Regions from separate parts of the Ovis aries genome. Here region 2 is linked to region 1. The links are chromatin contacts, called in public Hi-C maps. All regions are on one chromosome and are shown on one strand. Each heading gives the region's core, a stretch centred on a gene start, on an enhancer-like site or on the middle of the called end of the contact. The rest is flanking DNA. Distances are from core to core; before and after follow the strand shown.

Evidence for each region. Hi-C and Micro-C count contacts between places; a contact is called where the count stands out from the background.
Region 2: a contact with region 1 is called in a Hi-C map of skin fibroblasts, with 2.7 times the contacts expected there. The contact joins the promoter of UBE4A here to the promoter of SCN2B in region 1. A contact is called at or near these places in 5 of 16 Hi-C or Micro-C datasets (blood, liver, skin fibroblasts and 1 more).

The regions. Positions count from the first base shown.
Region 1 is chr15:28,610,612-28,617,696 of ARS-UI_Ramb_v3.0, forward strand. SCN2B (sodium voltage-gated channel beta subunit 2) reads right to left here and starts at 2,888. Exons shown (of 4, transcript XM_042232696.2): 1 at 2,831-2,888. All of the region lies in intron 2 of LOC132657861 (a long non-coding RNA gene), which reads left to right.
Region 2 is chr15:28,778,364-28,785,164 of ARS-UI_Ramb_v3.0, forward strand. UBE4A (ubiquitination factor E4A) reads left to right here and starts at 3,359. Exons shown (of 21, transcript XM_060399316.1): 1 at 3,359-6,474. It overlaps LOC443398 (T-cell surface glycoprotein CD3 gamma chain), which reads left to right. Exons shown (of 5, transcript XM_060399311.1): 5 at 1-607.

The sequences.
Region 1 (7,085 bases), core at 1,638-4,137:
TTAGTTTCCGCCCACCACCACATCACAGCCTCCACACCCTGACTTCTTCACCCCAGACTCCATCTTCCCCTGAGCCACACCCTGGTTCTGGTCCCCCAAACACTTTCCCTTTCTTCACTTAGGGAAGGCTCTCCTTCCCATAGGAAGCTCTCTCTAACTCCTGGAAGAGACCGCATGTCCTGTTCCCCATCTCCTTATACACTGGTCACTCACGCAGCTCCCCTCTTTTTGCCCATATTTAAGATTCTTTAATCCAAATTATGGTTAGCATGTGCTGTGCTTAGTCGCTCAGTTGTGTCTGACTCTTTGCAACCCCATGGACTGTAGCCCACCAGGCTTCTCTGTCCATTGGATTTTCCAGGCAAGAATATTGGAGTAGGTTGCCATTTCCTCCTCTAGGGGATATTCCCAACCCACAGATAGAACTCAGGTCTCCCGCATTGCAGGCGGATTCTTTACCATCTGAGCCACCAGGGTAGCCCGAGAATACTGGAGTGGATAGCCTATCTGCTCTCCATGGGATCTTCCTGACCCAGGGATCAAACCAGGGTGTAGTGCGTTCCAGGCTGATTCTTTACCAGCTGAGCTAACCCAGAAGCCCATTTTTAGCATAGCAGTACCATTTCTCAAACATTGGGGGGCAGTAAAGTTCAGTGGTTAAGAATGGGCTGAAGTCAGACAACCAAGGGTCCAAATCTCAACTCCCTTTAAACTATTCCTGTGACCGTATTGGGCAAGTTACTTATCTGTGCCTGTTTCCCTATCTGTAACATAAGAATCACGGAGAAGGCAATGGCACCCCGCTCCAGTACTCTTGCCTGGAAAATCCTGTGGATGGAGGAGCGGGGCAGGCTGCAGTCCATGAGGTCGCAGAGTTGGGCACGACTGAACGACTTCACTTTCACTTTTCACTTTCATGCATTGGAGAAAGAAATGGCAACCCACTCCAGTGTTCTTGCCTGGAGAATCCCAGGGACGGGGGAGCCTGGTGGGCTGCCGTCTATGGGGTCGCACAGACTCAGACACGACTGAAGCAACTCAGCAGCAGCAGCAGCAGCAACATGAGAATCACAGCATGTCTACCCCACATGATTACCGACTGCCTCAGGACTAAACAAGATACCCAGTGCATGGGCATGTGAAAAGCATTCATAAATGTTAACTATCATTGAGCATCTGCTGTGTGCCAGACTCAAAAACACCCAGGCAGTAGATATTCTTCAGTTCACCCAGGAAAGAGGTGAGTAACTTGGCAATAATATGAAGTAAATGACAAAGGTGGCTTTAAACCCAGATGGAATCCAAGGCTCATGCTCTTTCTACCACCTTAGCTTCTGTAACACTGTTAATACATCCAATAATCCAGCAAAGCTCATTTGCCTTGCAGGCTGCCAGGGGCCCTGTGCTGTCTCTGTTTAGCACTCCGGCCCAATAGCCAGCATGTATGCTAACTCACTTCAGTCATGTCCAACTCTTTGTGACCCCATGGACTGTAGCCTGCCAGCTTCCTCTGTCCATGGGATTCTTCAGGCAAGAATACTGGAGTGGGTTGCCATGCCCTCCTCCAGGGGATCTTCCCCGCCCAGGGAGTGAATTTGCGTCTCTTGTGTCTCCTGCATTGGCAGGCAGGTTCTTTAACTCTAGCGCCACCAATAGCCAGCACAGCTTGCCAGAGAAGGAGAGAGAAAGAGGGTTAAAGAGAGGGAGTGAGAGAGACTTTGTGATAGGGAATATTCCCACTGACAGCCCTTGGACTGGATCCTCAATTGCTATGCCCTCAGTGAGTAAGTGTAAGAGCAAGAGTGAAACTACCTAGACAGCAGGTTTGCAAGTAACTCCCTCACCCACCTACCCACTAGGAAGTCCATGAGAAGCCAGGTATGAAATTAGCATTTGGATCTCTTGACAGTCTGCAAGCGGGGTGGTGGGGGCAGTGCTGGGCAGTTTGGAGACAAGATCTAAAGGGCCACAACCACCCTCAGTCCATGAGTTGCTTTTTTTTTTCTCCTGATCCCTTCACCTGACCCCTCCTCCACTCCATCTGGCCCAAGCCAGAGAGCTTCTTCATCAGTGCCTGCTTCAGCAGTTCTCATCCCAATTTCGAGATCATTCCTCAAGCCTGCTTCCCACCTACGCCCCTACACACAGCAACAAATCAGTGGTACAGATTTCCAGGAAGCCAGACCCAGACTCAACTTTCTGCCCCCTACTCCACCACCGAATACTCTTCAATACCCTAAATCCGCCAGATTCTGAAGATTCACAGACATTAAGTCCCAGATCATCTGCAGCTGAAAGCAAAAATCCATGAAGAGGCTCTGCAGATCAACCTACCCTCTGCCCCCACCCCCACACAGGTCCATTTCAGGGAAATCCACAGAAAAATCACTTCTCTTGACACCTCCGGGGAACACTCGGATCCCCTGACCCAGCATTTCTGGGACCAGCTCACCCCAGCATTATGCGGTCCCCCGGACTGCATTATGCCGTCCCCCAGTCCCAGCACCTCTCTCCCCAAGGACACCAAGGGAAGCACAAGCAATGTCCTCTTTCCTGCCCCCGGCCCCCATCCTCCTCCTGTTGCAGCTGCACTTCTGGACCCCTCAGGAGCATGCAGATGTGCAGTCTAACTTACCTAAAGAGAAAAAGAGACTGAGCCCCGTGAGACTGAAGGCAGGGCGAGGTAGCCAGGCATTTCTGTGCATTTTCAGACTGAGATGTTAGTCGGGTGGGATAGGGGAGAGGGTGATTTGAGGGGCCGAGGGCTACGAGGGAGGAATGGTTAGATGCTAAAAAAAAAAATGCACAGATGTACTTCAAAGACACATACAACATTAAGGAAGCTTTATTTCCATCTCTCTAATATGGCCGGCTTGTATGTTGCTGCTAAAAAGAGAGAGGGAGTGTGGAAGGGAGAGAGAAAAAAGTGGATGGAGTAAATTTTGTGGTTAGTGGATTTCGAAAAGCAGGTGGGAGGGCATAAAAAAGTCTTTCTGCAAAGAAAAAAGTCCCTCCAACAGCAGCACTGAAGTATAGCCTGCCTTTCTCCTTCACTGGGATGACTGTTAGGGTTTGAAAGCTGTTTGAGGAACCCACTTATCTCAAAGCTGCTGAATCCTTTTTTTGGGGTGAATTCTTTTTTGTCATTTAAAAAACACCCAAAAAAGGAGATGATAATATTTGTTTACTTGGAATGGTTTCAGGAAGTAGGCTGGGAGATTTTCAGGAAGTAAGAACTTCCTCATTTTTCTAGCATTTCCACTGAAAACAGAACAGCAGATTGGTGTGAAAATGTCTAGGAGACCTTATAATCAAATGTAATGTGAACTTTTGGGGAATCCTGATTCAATCAAATCAGTAGTAAAAAGACGTTGTTGAGATCACTGGGGAGAAAACAAATATGGACTGGGTGTTAGATTACATTAATGAAGAATACTTCATTTTGGGGTGTAATAAAAAAATTGTGGTTATGTTCTTTAATGTTTTTTTCTGTTATACGCACTGGAATGTTTATAGCTGAAATGATAGGAGGGATGAAATTTGCTTTAAAATATTCCAAGAAAAAAAATTATGGGGGGAGGTCGGTGACACAGGAGACGTAGTCTTTGTTGATTGTTGAAACTAGTGATGGGTGCAAAGGTTTACTATATGTTCACTTTTCTGTTGTGTATGTTGGAAAGTACTTCCTTTGGAAAAAAAAGAAAAAAGCTAAAATCATAAGAGAACTTGGGGTGTAGTACCCACTCTTCCAAGGAGACATTTGAGGAGAACACAGACTCATGCAGCCACTACAGGCACTTGTGACGGGCCACTGAAGAACCAAGAGGGAGCTACTTGCATCTTAGAGCATTAACTCTGTACCAAGTCTCTACCTCATCATATGCCGGGAAGAAGTGATTTCTTCTCTCGTTTTTAAGTTTATTTTTTAACTGGAGTATAATTTCTTCACAATGTTGTGTTAGTTTCTGCCATACAACAACAAGAATCAGTATACAAATATCCTCTCCCTCTTGAGCCTCCCTCCCACCACCCCCCATCCCAGCCCTCTAGGTTGTCACAGAGCACCAAGTTCAGCTCCCTGCGTTACACAGCAGCTTCCCACTAGCTGTCTAGTTTACACTGGGTGGTGAAAAAGGAGACGCATGCCCACCCCCAGGGTAAAGCAATTGGAGATTCATTCCCTGTGGAATAATAATATAATATATCCACAAGTATTAATAATATAATTCCCTGTGAAATAATATAATTTCACAGAATCCCATGGACAGAAGAGTCTGGTGGGCTACAGTCCATGGTGGTGCAAAGAGTTGGACATAACTGAGTGACTAACACAACAATAATAATTGTTGTTGTCCAATAATTATATGATTATGAATAATATATATGATTATGTATTCATATATTCATAATATATATGAATAATTATATGAGTGGATTACAATTATATGCTGTTGTTCAATAATTACAATAATAAAACTGATATAATACTGTAGCCCACCAGATTCCTCAGTTCTTGGAGTACTCTAGGCAAGAATACTGGAGTGGGTAGCCATTCCCTTTTCCAGGGGGTCTTCTCAACCCAGGGATCCAACCCGGGTCTCCTGCATTGTTGGCAGCTTCTTTACTGTCTGAGCCACTAGGGAAGCCCTAATATATTGTAAGAGCAGGACAATTAAGGGAGGAGGCTGGGCCCTGCCTAGACAACGTACTTCTCATTCTTGAAGTCAGGAGACCTCCCCAACCACATGTGCACTGAAAAGCTCCTTGGAGGTTAAAGGGGGATTGATGTCAATGGATGCTCTACCCACAGGCCTTTGTGGTAGAATTCATCTTGGCTAAGAGACGCCTGTACACACATGGAAGGATCCTGAGATATACCAAATATAAACTGTGAATCAGGGAAATCAAAATGATTGGCCAAAGGAAAACAGGAAGAAATGCCCCATGTAAGTGATTTTACCTGCCATGGGAACACAGTTCAAGGACTTTCCCTCTGAGTTTGCACGTGTGTCTATGCACACGTCCTGTACTCTCTTTTCCTCTTGATAACTACTTGCTTCACTACTTTCTGTCTTTGTGGAAATTCTTTTCTGCAAAGCCAAAGGGCCAGGCCCCTTGTCACTGACCACTGGTCTAATGGCCAGGATCTGGTGCACTCACCACCACAGCCTGGCCTCGCTCTGTGGCTGGAAACCCAAGCCTCCCTCCAAGCGATTGCAGGCTGAGGCCACCTGAGATAAGTAGTGTATATGTGTCAATGCTGCTCTCTCAATTCATCCTTTTCTCTTTTTGTTAATTGCAGTGAGGAAACAGAGGACAACAGGGCCTAACCCTCTCAAGTTCAGTTCAGTTCAGTCACTCGGTCGTGTCTGAATCTTTGTGACCCCATAAACTGCAGCATGCCAGGCCTCCCTGTCCATCACCAACTCCCAGAGTTCACTCAAACTCATGTCCATTGAGCCAGTGATGCCATCCAACCATCTCATCCTCTGTCATCCCCTTCTCTTCCTGCCCTCAATCTTTCCCGGCATCAGGGTCTTTTCAAATGAGTCACCTCTTCGCATCAGGTGGCCAAAATATTGGAGTTTCAGCTTCAACATGAGTCCTTCCAATGAACACCCAGAATGGATTTCCTTTAGGATGGACTGGTTGGATCTCCTTGCAGTCCAAGGGACTCTTAAGAGTCTTCTCCACACCACAGTTCAAAAGCATCAATTCTTTGGTGCTCAGCTTTCTTTATAGTCCAACTCTCACATCCATACATAACTACTGGAAAAAGCTTAGCTTTGACTAGATGGAACTTTGCTGGCAAAATAATCTCTCCTTTTTAATAAACTGTCTAATTTGGTCATAACTTTCCTTCCAAGGAGTAAGCGTCTTTTAATTTCATGGCTGCCATCACCATCAGTAGTGATTTTGGAGTCCAGAAAAATAAAGTCAGCCACTGTTTCCCCATCTATTTCCCATGAAGTGATGGGACTGGATTCCATGAGCTTAGTTTTCTGAATGCTGAGCTTTAAGCCAACTCTCTCCACTCTCCTCTTTTAATTTCATCAAGAGGCTCTTTAGTTCCTCTTCACTTTCTGCCATAAGTGTGGTGTCATCTGCATATCTGAGGTTATTGATATTTCTCCCGGCAATCTTGATTCCAGCTGCTGCTTCTTCCAGCCCAGCGTTTCTCATGATGTACTCTGCATAGAAGTTAAATAAGCACGGTGACAATATACAGCCTTGACATACTCCTTTTCCTATTTGGAACCAGTCTGTTGGTCCATGTCCAGCTCTAACTGTTGCTTCCTGACCTGCATATAGGTTTCTCAAGAGGCAGATCAGGTGGTCTGGTATTCCCATCTCTTTCAGAATTTTCCACAGTTTATTGTGATCCACAGTCAAAGGCTTTGGCATAGTCAATAAAGCAGAAATAGATGTTTTTCTAGAACTCTCTTGCTTTTTTCATGATCCAGCAGATGTTGGCAATTTGATCTCTGGTTCCTCTGCCTTTTCTAAAACCAGCTTGAACATCTGGAAGTTCACGGTTCATGTATTGCTGAAGCCTGGCTTGGAGAATTTTGAGCATGACTTTACTAGCATGTGAGATGAGTGCAATTGTGCGGTAGTTTGAGTATTCTTTGGCATTGCCTTTCTTTGGGATTGGAATGAAAACTGACCTTTTCCAGTCCTGTGGCCACTGCTGAGTTTTCCAAATTTGCTGGCATATTGAGTGCAGCATTTTCACAGCATCATCTTTCAGGATTTGAAATAGCTCAGCTGGAATGCCATCACCTCCACTAGCTTTGTTCGTAGTGATGCTTTCTAAGGCCCACTTGACTTCACATTCCAGGATGTCTGGCTCTAGGTGAGTGATCAGACCATCATGATTATCTTGGTCATGAAGATCTTTTTTGTACAGTTCTTCTGTGTATTCTTGCCACCTCTTCTTAATATCTTCTGCTTCTGTTAGGTCCATACCATTTCTGTCTTTATTGAGCCCATCTTTAACTTGAGCCCACTGAAGTTACCTATGATATTAATAGTTAAGGGCAGGGTTGGAGTCAGGACTCAAGCTGAGGTCTGTGTGAAACACT
Region 2 (6,801 bases), core at 2,109-4,608, 170 kb after region 1:
AAAGTGTTTGCCAAACTGGCTGTTCCATTTTACATTCCCAGCAGCGATAAGTGGTTGGGGTTCCTCTTTCTTCTCATCCTCACAAAAGTTCGTTACTATCTTTTTTAGTATAGCCATTCTAGGGGATGTAAAACAGTATCTTATTATGGCTTTGATTTGCATTCTCTAATGACTAACGATGTTGAACATCTTTTCATGTGCTTATTGGCTATTCTCATCATATCTTTAGTGAAGTGCGTATTCACAACTTTTAAAATTCAGTTATTTGTTTTTCTTCTTACTATTGAATTGTAAACGTTTTTATATATTTTCAAATAAAAGTCTTTTAGCAGATATATGATTTGCAAATATATCTACCAGTCTGTGATTTGTCTTTTCATTTTCTTAATGGTGTCCTTTGAAATGCAAAGGTTTTTAATTTTGCTGAAATCTGTTCTACTCTTTTTTTTCTTTTATGGATTGTGCGCTTGGTGTCATGACTAAGAAATCCTTGCCAAACCCAAGATCACAAAGATGTTTTTATAGTTTTAGTTCTAACGATAAATGTTATTTTGAACATTAAGACTATTTGTAACAAATACAAATAAATGCAATTGCAGGACCATAATGTATTTTCACCTGTCATTTAATGAAATATTGCCAAATTGCACTTCATAGAGCTTGGACCAATACATAATTCTAATGAGTGCCTATTGTTTCATATACAATCCAAAAGTGCACTACTAAGCTTTTTCAACTTTGTAAATCAGATAAGTTAAAACGGCGTCTTGGCTTAATTTTAATTTGCATTTTCCTAATTAAAAATGAGAGTGAATCATTTGTTTTTCCTGCTCATGAAATATAGGCTCATATCCTTTGATTGTCTTATTGACTTGCAACAATCCTTTACATATTTGGGAAACTAGATCTTTTGTTTACAATATTAATTGCAAATATTTTCACAGTGTTGTTATTTGGGTTTTGACTTTACTTATGGTTGGTTTTCTACACACATTTTACAAACATTTGCATGTAGTAGAATTCACTGTTCTTTTATGGTTTCTAGGTTGTTTCATATTTTAAAATGCCTTCTCCCATTCTAAGATTATTCTTTTAAAACTTTTCTTCCATTAATTCCTCTAGCATTTTCCTGGTTTATATATTTAAATCTCTGATCCATCTTAGACTAATTTAATCCAATGTATAAAGGTCTAATATATTGGCTAACTTTTCAATCACACAGCTACCCACTTAATCTGGAACTATTTATTGAAAAATCCACCTTATGCACATTGATTTTAAATGCTCCACTCTCACCAGATTGTAAACTCCAAAAAGGAAGACTTGTATTCTTTTTTCCACTACTATAGCTTGAGGAGCTAAAACAATGCTAGAACATAATAGGCACTCTAAGATTGCTCAACATTTGGTATGTACATATTCATGTCTGTGTGTGTGTGTGTTAAAGTAAAACACCATTTTAACCATTTTTAAGTGTACTATTCAGTGGCATTAAATACATTCACAATGTTGTGCAACCATCAGCTCTCATTTGCATAACTTTTTCATTATTCTGAAGAAACACTCTACCTATTAAAAGATAATTCCCTATTCCTCCCTCTCCCCAGTCCCTGCTGCTGCTGCTGCTAAGTCATTTCAGTCGTGTCCGACTCTGTGTGACCTCATAGATGGCAGCCCACCAGGCTCCCCCGTCCCTGAGATTCTCCAGGCAAGAACACTGGAGTGGGTTGCCATTTCCTTCTCCAATGCATGAAAGTGAAAAGTGAAAGTGAAGTGGCTCGGTTGTGTCCAACCCTCAGCGACCCCATGGACTGCAGCCTTCCAGGCTCCTCCGTCCATGGGATTTTCCAGGCAAGAGTACTGGAGTGGGTTGCCATTGCCTTCTCCGCCCCAGTCCCTGGTAACCTCTATTTAACTTTCTGTCTTTATGAATTTGCCTACTCTAGGTACCACATATAAGTAGAGGCATATAGTATTTGTCCTTTTGTGTCTGGCTTATTTCACTTAGCATGATATTCTCAAGGTTCATTCATGTTGTAGCATGTAGCAAAATTTCCTTCCCTTTTAAGGTTTAATAATAACCTTCTGTATGTATATGCCACATTCTGTGTGTCCATTCATCTGTCAATGGACATTTGGGTTGTTTCCACCTTCTGCCACCCACTCCAGTGTTCTTGCCTGGAGAATCCCAGGGAAGGGGGAGCCTGGTGGGCTGCCGTCTATGGGGGTCACACAGAGTCGGACACGACTGAAGCGACTTAGCAGCAGCAGCAGCAGCAGCAGCAGCAGCAGCAGCAGCAGCACCTTCTGCCTACTACAAATGATGTTGCTATGAACAGTGCTGTACAAATAACTATTTCTTTGACGTATTTAGCCAGAAGTAGAATTGCAGCATCATATGATAATTGTTTAACTCTTTAAGGAACACTAAACTTTTTCTGAAATAGTCCAGTAGTTTACATTCACAAGGGTCCCTATCTCACCACGTCCTCACCAAGACTTATTTTCTTTTTACTTTTTCATAATCACCTTCCTAAGAGGGATGAGGTAGTACTTCATTGTAGTCTTGACTTGCACTTCTCTAATGATTAGTGACATTGAGCACCTCTTCATGCGCTTATTGGCTATTTGCATATCTTCTATAGAACACTATTTATTCAAGCCCATTGTCCATTCTTTAATCAAGTTGTTTGAGGTTTTATTGTTGAGTTATAGACTTTTTAATATAACTGGATATAATTTTTTAAATCAGTAATGTGATTTACAAATACTTTCCATCACTGTAGGTATTGTCTTTTCACTTGCACTTGAAAAGTATGCTCCATTTTTTCCCTCTGTGTAACTTCAGAGTACCCTTGAGGATCTGCATCCTCTTCACCTGACAAGAAAACTGCAACCCAATCAAAGACAGCATATTTGAACACACTGCCTGGCACCTAATAAGAGCTCACAAGTTTCAGTTATTGTTAATGCTACTGTTGCTTCACAGACAAAAATGATCTATGAAGAATCATAGAAGCTGTTTCAGTAAGGCACATCGGTGGGAAAAATAGAAAGCATAAGTCCGTAAATGCCTAAGCAGAGCCAGGGTTCACCACCTCATAGCTATTGCCGATACATGGGTTTCCCAGGCCCGTTTACTCCTACCGACCTCCGAAACACCGCTCTCCCTGCTCAACGCGACCCGCCCCCAACACAACCAACCCCAAGGCCGCTTCCGGCCACTTCCGCCCGGCCGCAGCCAGTTAGTGCATGCGCTGTGGGAATGTTTGCGCGCCCGCTCCCAGCACAGGGCGACACACCCAGCTTCCGGCGCCTGGATGAAATTGCACACGGCTTGGCGCCTGGTCATGACGTCAGTTCCGGTTGCCTTGCTGACTCGGAAGTGGCAGCTCTTCGGCCACTGAGACTCTGTCGTGTCGTCGCTGCTGGCCTTTCAGGCTCTGGTAAGAGAGGATATGGCTGGAGGGGAGGGGATCGTTGAGTCTGCAGTGTGATTTTTTTTTTTTCTCCTAGTCGGATGCCAGTCCAAATCTTTGCACGCTTACCTCCTCCAAATTCTCCTGTCCTTTCCTAAACACTGTCTCTCCTTCAAGAACTTCGACCCTGTCTGGTTTGGGAACCCCTTACAGTGCTCCTGTTTCTGGCATTTCTGCCCCTCGTTGCCATTCCGCTCCTGGAAAAGGCCAGAATCCTGGCCTTGCATTATTTTTGGCTTTCCTTCTCTAGAACGTGCCCCTAGTGGGTAGGTCTCCCTGTGTGCCGCGAATCCCTTATGGAACCTGGGGTGATAAAATATAGAGAGTAGACAACAGATACCCTGGTGCCAAAGAAGAGAAAATTAAACTTGGGTCCCTGTAGTCAAACCAGTTGAATCCATGTGGCAAGGTGTTGACATTTGTTAAGGGAAGTGATCATTCACCCCTCAGAACTCTTCTGTTATTCTGCTTCTTGCTCCCTCAGCATTTGGGTTTAGAGGACACTTCTAAAATTAAGTAACCGAGCTCAGAAGCTTATGTTTGATGCGTATTCTCTTTGGAATCAGCTTTTCACTCCAAGAACAAGGATATGTACGTTTAGTCTCACTGCCATAGGCTGTTTTGGTCTCACAAGGGAGCCCTCATATAAAATGGGACCCAGGAAGGAATGCTGTCTGCTTTGCAGCTTGATGAGATCCTTCTAGTTTGATGTAATTTAAGGATCTGTTGGCATGTAGAGGTCTGAAAGGGTTATTGGGTGGAGCATGTAACCCTGAAATAATTTTTTAAATTTCTTTTTCGGTTTGATCTATGTATTACTCTGGGCTTCCCAAGTGGTGCCATGGTAAAGAACCCACGTGCTAATGCAGGCAGGCTCAGAAGACTCGGGTTCCATCCATGCCTTGGGAAGGTCTTCTGGAGTAGGAAATGGCAACCCACTCCAATATTCTTGCCTGGGAAGTTCCATGGACAGAGGATCTGGGTGGGCTACAGGCCACGGGGTCCCAGAGTGAGACACAGCTGGGCAACCGTGCAGGTGCATGCACACACACGTATTACTCTCCAGGAAAGAAACCTTGTGGAGTATGATTTAATAAAGCTTGATTATGACAGTCTCATTTTTGTGAAGTATTCCAAGTATTTCTGTTTAAAAGCAATACCAAGTTTGATGTTAAAACATTTATGTGGTCATGTCTTTAAAGGCTGAAAGTGCCCCCTTAAGAGGATTAGCCATATTCTCAAGAAGATTGTATAGGACTGGAGGTAGACAACTTTTATAAATGTAGAGCCTTGCAGCACATCTATCAGAAATGTGTTTTTAAAGGGGATGTATTGGGGGAATTCCCTGGCAGTCCCATGTTAGGACTCTGCACTTTCATTGCCAAGGGCCCAGATTCAATCCCTGGTTGGAGAATTAAGATCCTGCAAGCCTCACGGCCAAAAGTAAATAAATAAATAAAGAGGATGCATTTTTAAAATCAAATCCAAAAACTTCTAAGAATTGGCAGATGTGTCATGCCAAAGGCTGACGACAGGATAGTGCTTTATGGTATGGTAGTTGAAAGGAGATTATAAATTCCCAGTGATATTGAATATTAAACAATATCAAGATTCCATTTTATCAGACTTTTCTTTTGGAGTGGGTCACATCTGGTTGCTCTTTTTACATTTGTGAGATCCTTGACCAAATCTAAACTGGCATCCCTACAAAGGTTTCATCAAATGATCCTCCCTTTTCATGTAAAATTTTCCTGGTTGCACAGTTAGCTCTTTTTCCATGAAAATAGTTGTTGCACAGATTTGAAGTACATATGAGAAAGATGAGCTTAATGAGGTAGGCAAAGCCCTTTTTGTCTTTCATCATGGATGACAACAGAGCTTTATTTCCATTCTCTGTTCTACACATACTGAGATACCAAAGGGCCACAAGTGTCTGGCCTGATACCTTGACCTTCCACTGCAACCCAAGACAAACAGTAAAACCCTTACCTTAAAGTAGGACTGTGGGTGCTGCTATTGATTACAAGAAGGTCAGGAGTAATTACATGTAAGATTGACTCATTTGATGCATGTTTTGGATTTTGTGTTTATGGAATATACCAGACACAAGAAAAAAAATAATTAGGTATGAGCCTGTACTCATATTGCTTACCTTCTAGTAAGAAAGAAGATCTACATTAGGAATACAATGTAGAAAGTTATAATTAGAAAGTTATAAGTCCTATTGATATAGATAAAATGTCATGGGAAGCTAACTTTTTGTGGACCATTTTAAGTCTTTATGGAATTTGTTGCAATATTGCTTCTGTTTTATATTTTGTTTTTTGTGTTTTACTGTGAGGCATGTGGGGTCTTAGCTCCCGGACCAGGGAGGACAAGGAATTGAACCTACACCCCCTGCACTGGGAGGTGAAGTCCTAACCACTGGGTTACCAGGGAAGTCTTAAGCTAGCTTTATGTAATGTGACAGTGTATTATTGAGAAAGGAGGAAATAATGCCATTTATGAGGATAAATCCTCTTTAGGTCTCTTGATAGTCTTAGAGCCCGTATATGTCCTACGTTCTAATTCTTGGCTTTCGATTTCCTTCCTTTTTGCATAGGTAGCGCAAGTGATGCATCTCCTTTGTACTAATCTGAACTCTTTTCAGTTGTATTTTTAAAAACTCATTTGAACTGGCTCCCACAGTGTAGGGAAATCTATTGGCTTTTTTATACCTGAGAAGGCTCTCTTTCCATCTCACATGTCTTTTCCTACATGTTAGTTTAGTTTTAGGCTAGGCCTTCACTAGATGGTGGAAAGACGGCAACTCTGGGTTCCTGTCTTACCAGCCTAGCAACCTAAGCAGGAAAAAAAAAAGAGTTTCCTTTTCTGTTGGTTTAGCCAAAGGCCTGAAGCTAGTGTTCACTGATTCTTTTAGGTTGGTGCAAAAGTAATTGCGGTTTCTGCATTGTTGAAGTTTACCACTTGATATTGGAATACATTCTTAAATATGGTTATGTTATACATCATTTTAATGTGCATTTCTCCCTTAATTTTTTTGCTAATGACTTATTACTTGCTATTTATTTTAGACTATGTAAATGATGTTAGACAAAAGCAAATTTGAGCGATTTTCTTATGCAAGTTCAAAATGGGTCATAAAACAGTGGAGACAACTCGAAACATCAAACTCATTTGGCCCAGGAACTAATGAATGTACAGTGCAGTGGTGGTTCAAGTTTTGCAAAGGAATTGAGAGCCTTGAAGTTGAGCGTAGTAGCCAGCCATCAGAAGTTGACAGCAACCTATTGAGAGAATCATCAAAGCTGATCCTCTTACA